Regions from separate parts of the Macaca fascicularis genome. Here region 1 is linked to region 2. A link is a contact called in public Hi-C data. All regions are on one chromosome and are shown on one strand. The core of a region is the stretch at or near the end of the contact, and the rest is flanking DNA. Distances in the headings are between cores, read along the strand shown. Region 1 holds the start of KLF6 (KLF transcription factor 6). Region 2 overlaps LOC107130786 (a long non-coding RNA gene).

The links. A called contact is a pair of places that touch in the nucleus more often than the background predicts.
Region 1: a Hi-C map of liver shows a contact between it and region 2, with 3 times the contacts expected there. The contact joins the promoter of KLF6 here to the enhancer-like site in region 2. A contact is called at or near these places in 2 of 2 Hi-C or Micro-C datasets (liver and skeletal muscle).

Annotation. Positions count from the first base shown.
Region 1 is chr9:4,687,535-4,692,673 of T2T-MFA8v1.1, forward strand. KLF6 (KLF transcription factor 6) reads right to left here and starts at 2,811. Exons shown (of 3, transcript XM_045399476.2): 1 at 2,515-2,811. The coding sequence starts at 2,616. It overlaps LOC107130746 (a long non-coding RNA gene), which reads left to right and starts at 3,156. Exons shown (of 5, transcript XR_012417381.1): 1 at 3,156-3,406.
Region 2 is chr9:4,364,229-4,368,738 of T2T-MFA8v1.1, forward strand. All of the region lies in intron 2 of LOC107130786 (a long non-coding RNA gene), which reads left to right. Among named protein-coding and RNA genes, the nearest start is that of KLF6, 320 kb to the right of the region's middle. Within about 2 kb of position 2,688, at least 3 of the 6 cell types and tissues checked have an H3K27ac peak or open chromatin away from gene starts, as enhancers often do. A contact at or near this core is called in liver, where this site is marked.

The sequences.
Region 1 (5,139 bases), core at 1,561-4,060, 320 kb after region 2:
AGAGGAAAAGTCAGAGGGCGAAACCTCTCCTGGCTTTCCCAATGTTGGGTCAACGGCCACAATGAGTGATGATTACTAAGCCGGTTTTTTTTTGTTGTAGTTACCAGTGTTGATGTTTCTCATGAAACCACAGGAAGAGAACCGGCCCCACACACATACCCCCCCAACAGGTTCAACCAGATTATCTGACATTGTCAAGAACCATGTGTTTTAAGGAAAGCCCCAGCCATTCACCCTTCACACCCCACAGATACCCACACAACAGGACAAAAAAGACTGCACGGCACACAGCGTGTTCTGAGGGACCCCCTTGGGGACACGTCTGACAACGCAGGGCCACACTCGGGGGAGAGGAGACAGCAGCTGTCTGTATTCAGGGGCATCGAATGGAGCTGCAGAAAAACCACCCATTTCCCGTGCAACCCAGACCGCCTATGTTTTCACAGAATGCCGTTCCCAAGTGCAGGCCCTTGCATGACACAGAACTTTAATTACTTCTACAGTGGTCAGAGAAAAACAAGGAACTTCAACAACAGGAGTGCAGAAATAATTCCAGCATGGCCATCTGCTATTGTGAAGGATGCAAGGGGAAATTACTCCACGGCCCTGCTGGGAGTCCCACAATGAACAAGAACTTTATCTACTGGCCAAGAGTACAACTGCATGAGTCATCACTCTGATTTCTTTCACGCAATGCCAAAGGAGACTTCCTTTTGAAATTCTGATCAGCAGCCCAATAAGGACCCAGTTCAAATGGACATGCAGTGTGGCATGGACAGCGCCCCTTCCCCAGCCCCGCAACCAACCTTTCAAGAAGCTACAACTGCCGAGATCAGCATCCCCTCTCCCCACCATTTCAAACTTTCTAGCCACTGGAAAAGAAAAATGGTAGGAAACATTTTAGGATTAAATTATGTCTGCCCTGATTTTCACGAGGATCAGTTGCCTGCATGTCCATATAAGGTTGTCTATACTACTGGCAATTCTACAAATTTCAGTTTCTACACCACTCTGCTCTGGTGAGCACATCATTTTTCCGGGCAGGGACTATACTGAGCACAGCCCACCCCGGGGGCTCAGGCTGACTTAGCTGTGTGCCTCTCTCCTGCCACAGGCAATCCCTCCCCCTCCCCAGGCTCGCACACAGCCAGTGTGAGCAAGCACACGGGAAAATCATGGTTTCCCCTTTCCCCCGAAACTAGGCGTCTGAGTTACAATGCACACTACAGCGTTCTGAAGAGGGGCAGCAGCGATATATCTAATTGATTTTCCAAAGAAAAAAGAAAAGCACATTTATGGAGATCTTGTTAAACTTTAATAATCCGGCTAATTTAAAATCTCCATTACGCTGATGAGCACCCGGGACCTGAACGAAGCTCTGGGAGAGTTTAAAAGCCTCCGAAGGCGACCAGGAGCCAGGTCTGGCCGTTTGCCCAAATCCCAAATGCCCGAAGGAAACTACTTAGATCAATTTCAATCACGTCCCAGGGAGCAGCTTCTTTGAGGAGAAAAAAAACAAGAGGGGGAGGGGGAAAAAGGCAGGCGAGGATTGTGAACAATTAAGCAGGCGTGTGAAGGTTGCAACACCCTGCATTTCATCCTCCTTAAAGCTTTCGAGGCTTGGAAACCCACAGCCTCTATTTGATCTGGCAATTCACTTTGTGACGAAAAACAAACAGCACAGCAGGGCAGGGAGACAACAGTAAACCCTCCTGCGATCGCTGGAGAGACAATGGGACGAGTGTCAGTCTCTCTCCCCTCGGGCGATGCTACCGATAAGCACAGGGACATGGTAAGTTTCTTAAAATTTCCAATGCCCCCAAATTCCAGTTCTACGACAACGTCGGAAACCGAGGTCCTTTTTCCCAAGCTAAGACTTGAAGCAGTTTGGACGGGCTCATTGTCACAAGACTGACAAGTCACTGGAGTGTACACAGTTTTGTTTATTTTTATTTTTCTTGGTCAACAAGAGAAGCACGTAAGACAAATAAGGCAGATCTAGGGGAAATGTTAGGCATTCCAAAGAGGGGAAAACACATTGGAAATGGTCTAGAGTTTTAAAAAACGAAAAAAATTAAAAATAAATGAGAGAGCTGGTCTACGTTCTGCTGGCAAAATGTGATATTTTAAAAAAAGCCGTTATGTACAAGCACCAAAAAGCAAAACAAAAACAAAATCTTAAAAAAAACAAAAAACAAAAAACAAAAACTTTGGCAGGCAGAGCAAGTTGGTCCCCATGACAAGCTCCAGCTGTGGCGTCTGGAGCAGGGACAGGCTCCGAACTCGTGCCAGGGGCTTGGCCGGGCTGCGCCGGGAGTTGGGGCTTCCCTGGGCGGACGCTGCTCGCGGGCTGAAGAATCGATCGGAGGGGGCGCTGCGCCCGATCCCCCGGTGACAGCGCGGGGCCCGGGCCCAGCGGACCGCAGGGAGCACCGGGTCTGAACCCCAAACAGCCGCCCCGGCCCGCGCCCCCTGCCCCGGCGCCCGCAGGGAACCGCGGCCGGCTGCGTTTACCTGTTGCCAGTACTCCTCCAGAGACGGCAGCGCCGAGAAGTAGCCGGTCTCGTGCACGATCTGGAGCTCCTGGAAGATGCTGCACATGGGGAGCACGTCCATGTCGGGCCGGGTCGGACTGAGCCCGCGGTCGCGAGGGCGGCGAGGCGCGCGGTGGGAGCCGGAGCCGAAAGTCTCCCCGGAGCGCAGGTGAAAGTTTCATGCAAACTCCAGGCTCGCAGAGACGCCCGGCCGGACCCTCCCGCAGCCCGCAGCGCGCGGAGCCCACACAATATTTGCAAACACCGGACTGACTGCAAACGTAACCCCTGCAAAACTTCCCTATTCAAAGCTCCGCTGCCAGCCTCCCCCTCCGCCCCCGCCTGGCTCCCCCCACTCCCCCTCCCCCCACGTGACTCGCCCCGTGCCCGCCCCGCGCGCGGCCCAATCCCGTGGCTCCCGGCCCGGGGGCTGCGCGCCGATGATGTCAGCTCCGGCCAATCGCGGGCGGCGACACACAGCGGCCCCGCCTGGCGTGACCGAGACTCTCCATCACGGCCCGCACCATTGGTTCAATTCGAACTCTGCTCGTTCTGATTGGAGAGTGGCCTCGCAGGCTATTTTTAGCAGGGTATATAAGGCGCGGGCGGCGGCGCGCCGGAGGAGTCCGCGCTGTGAGGTGCGCGGCCGAGCGCTGTGCTGCGCCTGCGGCCGGGGCTGAGGGATCCGGGGCTGGGAGAGCCCGGGCGGGCCGCGTCGCCCGTCCCCAGTCCCAGTCCCCCTTCCCTGCTGCCCGGTCCCGCCACCCCGCGCCCGTCCGGGTCACCAAGCCGGGCCCCGTCGCCGCGCGAGTCCCGGTTCCGGCAGCGCACCCAGCGGGCGGCCGCCCCGTCCTGCTTCTCTCGGCCGTCAGGTCCCGGGGCCGCCCCGTTCCCCCGTCCCCCTCTGTGCCCGAGGCCGCCCCGTCCCCAGCTGTTCCCTTCTACGCCCGGGGCCGCCCGGTCCCCAACTGTCCCCTTCTACGTCCGGAGCCGCCCGGTCCCCAACTGTCCCCTTCTACGCGTGGGGCCGCCCCGTCCCCTACTGTCCCCTTCTACGCCGCTCTGTTCCCCTACATCCCCCGGTCCCCCTCTCTTCTCTAACCTTGGGGTTCCCCTCTCTGTCCCCCTCCATCCCTGAGCCCCTCTCTGTCCCCATCGATTCCTGCGTCCCTTCTCTCCCCTCTGTCCTCAGGTCCACCAGAGTGGGGGAGGGGAGCACGCAGGCTCCCCTTGGAATTGGGAGAAACGTGTTTATCTTGTAGAGGGCGATCTCAGCCCTCACCAAGGTTAACAGCTACGTTTTCCCATGAATGTGTAAACAATTTAAATTAGGTGGAAGCCGACATTTAGTGTGTGTGTGTTTTTCCATATAAATTATCTCCGAAAATATACCGTCATGTTGATTTTTAAGAAAAATGTCGAGAACGCTAACCAGAGCATTTTTAAATCCAAAATGGGAAACTGAATTGTAACTGTATTATAGTTTTTGTTTCAAAATAAGAGTTTAACGGACACTAAACATTTTGAAAGAATGGACTAGGAAAAAAAAAAAAAGGGTTTTGTATGTTTAATTTTAGAGAGTCCGGCAGAAGCCTGTGGCTTAAGACTAGGTGGGGACCTTAGTGAGTCTGGAGTGGAGAAGGCTGGTTTGTCTTGTACCTGTGGTATGTGGGCTGTGAAGATTGTGCAGAGTGCATTGACAGTGTTCTTGGCCAGTGTTCATCACATTTACCCCAGCAACCGACAGCCAGGACCAGCCCTCCTTGGGGACCTGTACCTTAACTGTTTCCAGGAATGCAAATGGCTTTGTTTTGAACCATCTACAGATTTACCCAAGTGCCCACTGACCGGGCCCCAGTAACTGGCAGCCAAGAGCGTTTGGGCAGCCGTTGTGTTGGGGGCAGGGTTCGCTCAGTAATTAGCGCTTGTGACCTTGGCCCCACTAGTTCCAAAGTAAGCAGGAGTGTGGAGCAAGTCCCCCGCTGAGGGCCAGGCACCCTGGATCAGGGGGAGCCGGAGATGAAGGGGAAGGCTCTGTGTGGGCCAGAGAGGCCAGGATGGCTGCCTCTGCAAGGTGTGTGGGCGTCCTGGTGAGCGGGTGTCCCAGCTTATCTTTGGGACAATTAATTATTAATTGTCAATGTTTTTTAATAAATCCACATTCGTATAAAATTTAAATTCATCCTTGTCTCTTAACATACCTTGTCCGGCAGTATGAAGATTATATCGTTTATTTTTACAAGAGGGAACCTGATTAGTCATAATGCAGATACAGTACAATAGGCATTGTCGTTTTCAAAAAAAAAAAAAAAAGATTTAAAAACATGGTACGTATGAACACTAAATTTCAAATAGAATAGATCCCATGGCATCGTGCTGCACTCATTAACCATTTAACACATATTAGTCACACCCTATGACTGGCCAGGTATTGGTACACAGAAATTTACAAAACAGGCACAGGTAGGCTGCCAGGAGAGTGCAGATGTTTGAAAACAAAAGTCCTTATTGCTAGTACCTTACATCCACAACTGGATGTAACCAGTTGGTGAAAAAATATTTTCTTTGATGTGACAAAGAATATATGCATTGCATATATTTTTTT
Region 2 (4,510 bases), core at 1,438-3,937:
GACGGTGACAGCATTGTGTTTGCATAGCATTTTCAAAAGTGCTTTCCTAACCATAACCTCATGTGCTTCTTTCAACGCCTCTCTGGGCTTTGTTTGGACAAATGATTATCAAAATTTTATCGAGAAGGAAAGGGTGACACATGGAAACTTAAGTGGTTAGAGGAAGAAAAAAAAACAGGTTATAAAAGGATTTCTGCATCTTGTTGGAGAAAAAGCTTTATTGAAGATATTAAGCCTGGTAATCACTCACTCCCCTTCCTGTGTCTGAATTCTGACTGGGCAAGACAAACACTCTTCCCCACTTCTCTCTGAGAGCCTGGGATTAGCTCGGCTGCGCTGCCTTTTCCGGCGCAGCCTGAAGAGCACGTCACAGTTGAACTCTGGAGTTTACTTGGGTTGTTCTGTGTTTATGACAAGTATAGAACTCGTTCAAAAGTTACCAAAGCTGTACTTTTCTCATTCTCTGAGTCTCTCTCATCAGCAGGGTGAAGCTCTCATATTATCGTCTTTTAACTGTCAACCTGATGAGCATTTCTTAAACTGATCTCCTCTGGACACACGTTTTCCTGGCTGTGAGGACACAAGGCAACATGACTCTGACAAGCTGCAGCTCGGACCCGGCTCCTGTGGCAGCAAGAATGTGGCCACTGGCCCCAGAGTTTGGCTTAACATGGCTCTTCCTCTTCCTGAAAGTTACAGCAGGAAGCCGTTTTCCATGGTGCTTGTAAAACTGTAACTTCAGCATTACACAAACTTCAGGAATGAAAGCTCACCTGCGGGAACATGAGTTAATATAAACAGGGGTGCCTGGAACCACTGCTCACAGCTTACTCTCAGCAGCCTGCACAGGAGACAGGATAGGAACAGGGCGGCTCAGGCCCCAGCCATGGCACCGTCACAGAGCACGTGCCTCTTTCCTGTTTTCATGCATATGGCACATGCCAGAGGCAGCCTGGTCATTGAGTAGTCAGAGCTCCCCTCTGCTTTACACAACGTACGACACATCTGCACATTTTCTGGAATAATTATAGGGTGATTTTTCAGGGAACGTGGGTAGTGTTTCTATTTTCAACTTTAAGTTTCATGGAGGAAATTTTTAGAGTAAATGATGTGATGTATACGGCTATATTTCAGCTAAAATCTGTATTAAGTCGGTTTAAGATTTGAAGGAAGGAATAAGGAGATTATAGATTGGAGAATGATTTCTTAGGAAGTTTCTACAGAATCTAATCTTATCTCATTGACTGCTTGTACTTCTTTATTCAGAAACAACTAACAATATAGAGTTTTTCATCTTTTAGGAACCATTAGACTTTGTTCTTTGTTTTTTTTTTTTTTTTTGAGATGGAGTCTCATTCTGTCACCCAGGCTGGAATGCAGTGGCCTGATATCGGCTCCCTGCAAGCTCCGCCTCCTGGGTTCATGCCATTCTCCTGCCTCAGCCTCCCAAGTAGTTGGGACTACAGGCGCCCACCACCACGCTCGGCTAATTTTTTGTATTTTCAGTAGAGACAGGATTTCACTGTGTTAGCCGGGATGGTCTCAATCTCCTGACATTGTGATCCGCCCTCCTCGGCCTCCCAAAGTGCTGGGATTACAGGTGTGAGCCACCGCACCTGGCCTAGACTTTGTTCTTAAAAATGTAAAAACATCTATTTTTTTGCAGTTTTGCCTTTTGGCAATAAAAGTATCATTATATATAATATATCTTTAATACATATAATGCCATTAATAGATATAGACTGTACTAATGAATGTTAGAATATATAATATGTGTGTATATTATATATTCTATATTATATTATATATTATATATAATATAGAATATAGAATATAGAATATAATATATAATATATTATATTATATTATATATAATATGTGTGTATATTATATATTCTAACATTCAGTGTGTGTGTATATATATACACACATATTATATATTCTAACATTCAGTGTATGTGTATAAACATATACACACATTATATACTCTGATATTCATTAATAAAGTCTATATAGAGTGAAAATTGTGACATTTAGGTTCTTACTGACTGAAGTCATTTTAAATATTCGATGTTAGTGTAACTTTTTGATTGTTCACAGACTATTCAGTGTCTGAAGTTGTTTTACTATCTTCAAGGGCAAAATGAAATTCTTTGTACACTTGTTGGGTTTTCTTTGTTTACCTTGAGGGCGAGCTGGTGAGGACTTAAAGGCAAGTTGAATGCGTCTGGTTTCAAATCCAATGAATGCAGCTCCCGGAGGCTGTGATTAAAAGGCGTTTGTGTGTTTTTTAGAAGCACATTGGAGATCTTTCACAAGCCCTTAAAGAAGTCAGGAATAAAACGTTGCAGCTTCCCAGGGAGAGAGCAACTCTGACCCTAAAAGTTAAAGTTACACCCCAGACTTGGAAAACAGGAAATTTCAGATGGTTTTTGGCAAAACACACAGCTCCACTCCTTCTCTTGGTGTGCTGAGTTTTCCCAAGTCTGTGTACTCCTTATAGTGCAGGGATTCTCCAAAGGCCAACATTTCAGTTCCAGAAAGAGCAAGAGCATCAACAGCAACAACCACAAAACAACTTTACCAAGAGCAAGCAAATTACAGCGTCTTGGTGGTTCCTCTGCAAATTCCACACCCATGCGGCAGGGCAGGACATCTGCCGGGCAGCTGGGGAATACCCTTCCCAGTGGTCGCAGGAGGCGCTGTTGTTCAGGAAAAAAAGTTGTGTGTTTGTGAATGAACGCACTTTGTGGTTCGTGTATTCAGGCAGGACAAACTACACCACGGGGTTGGGCAGGGCTGTGTGTGCTGGAAGTGTATGCTTCTTTGTTTTGTCAGCTTCCCGAGAGATCAGGGAGAGCACAGATATATCCCTTTTTCAGTTCAGAGGAAAACACCCAACGACAACCTCAACAAACACAACAACAACAGCGAGGACGAAGAGTGAGCCAGAAATTCCATCTGCATGAAGTGTGCTGGGAAAAGCCTGGCGAGGAATCCTGGTTGGTGAAAAACAGATTCGGTGCTTATTGTTTTGCTCTGTGAGTAAGTCACCAAAGAAATGTGGGCATGTGCCGTTGGAAAGAAAATAGACTTCCACAAAATGTATGAATCACTTTTGTTAATTGTCAAAGAAAATATGTATTAAGTGATTACTTAGCCCCCTGGAATTAAAACAAAATGAAAACAAACAAGCATCCTATGTCTCTCAATACTTTTAAAACTGAAGATGGCAAAATAATGCAAACCAAAGCCACCAGTGCATCTTGGCATGGTCAGCTGAGGAGGGCAAGTTTTCTGAAACCTTAAAAAGTACCTTGGTGTCATGAGCCTTAGAATTATTTGAAAGGCAGCCAACTCCCCTCTATCTTTCATTAAGCCTCAGAAAGGAATCCAGGGAGCTGGGGTTTGTGGAAGTTAGAATTTAACTGATGAGCCAGAGCTGCTTCTCCCCCGTGATAGGTCACCGTGAATCAGAGTATTTTGTGGTTGGCCTATTCAAACAGGCAAGCACTTGGTGGTTTGTCTTTTGTTTAATTTGTTACCAGATCCCACAAGATATTTTTCAACAAAATTTCAGAAAGCATCTTGGGAAATCCACAAAAATGGCCTGAGTCATCTAACCAGAAACAGTCCACACCACATCTGACTCTGAATGCCTGGCTTTTCTTTCTTTGGGGAGAAAGTTCTCAGCCTCAGTTGGATGAAAGGGCAGGGAAGTAGAGATTGATGTGGGGTTTACAGGGACATAAAGAGAAATTACGAGCCCAGACTCTGAAAATTTTTAAGGTATCAGGAAAGTGCTCATGATAGAAACTGACAGTTGCTTTGGTGCCTGGGATGGTTATTAAGGATCAAAAGAACGTGGAGATGCTGTTATGGAAAAGTGACTGTGTTATGAATCTGTTGCTAAAAATGATGATTTCAAGGAGGAGAACGACATTCCATCCACCTATGACATGCACTTCACATTCGGTCAAGGGTTAGGCCAAGAATTTTTTTTCTTTCTTTCTTTCTTTGTCTCTTTGTCTCTTTTTCTTTCTTTCTTCTTTCTTTCTGTCTTTCTGTCTTTCTCTTTCTTTCTTCTCTCTCTTTCTCTTTCTTCTCTCTCTCTTTCTCTTTCTCTTTCTTCTCTTTCTTTCCCTTCCTTCCTTCCTTCCTTCCTTCCTTCCTTCCTTCCTTCCTTCCTTCCTTCCTTCCTTCCTTCCTTCCTTCCTTCCTTCCTTCTTTCTTCTCTCTCTCCCTCTGTCTCTCTTTCTTCTGCACAACACTTTCAGCTGTAAACCCACAAAGCAGGTTAGGTTCCCTCTGGCCTGTGACTTAATCTTTAGTATTAGAGGAAGCACTGATTTGTTTGCTCCGACGTAAGCCCAAAGGGAATTTGGCTTCTTGATTTATAACAGGATTGGGTTTCAGGCTTCTAACAGTTAAAACCGGTCTTCAGCAGAGACTCAAGCAGAGGGAATGAAAGTTACACAGTGCGTGGATTAGTCCTTTGGTGTTTTTGACA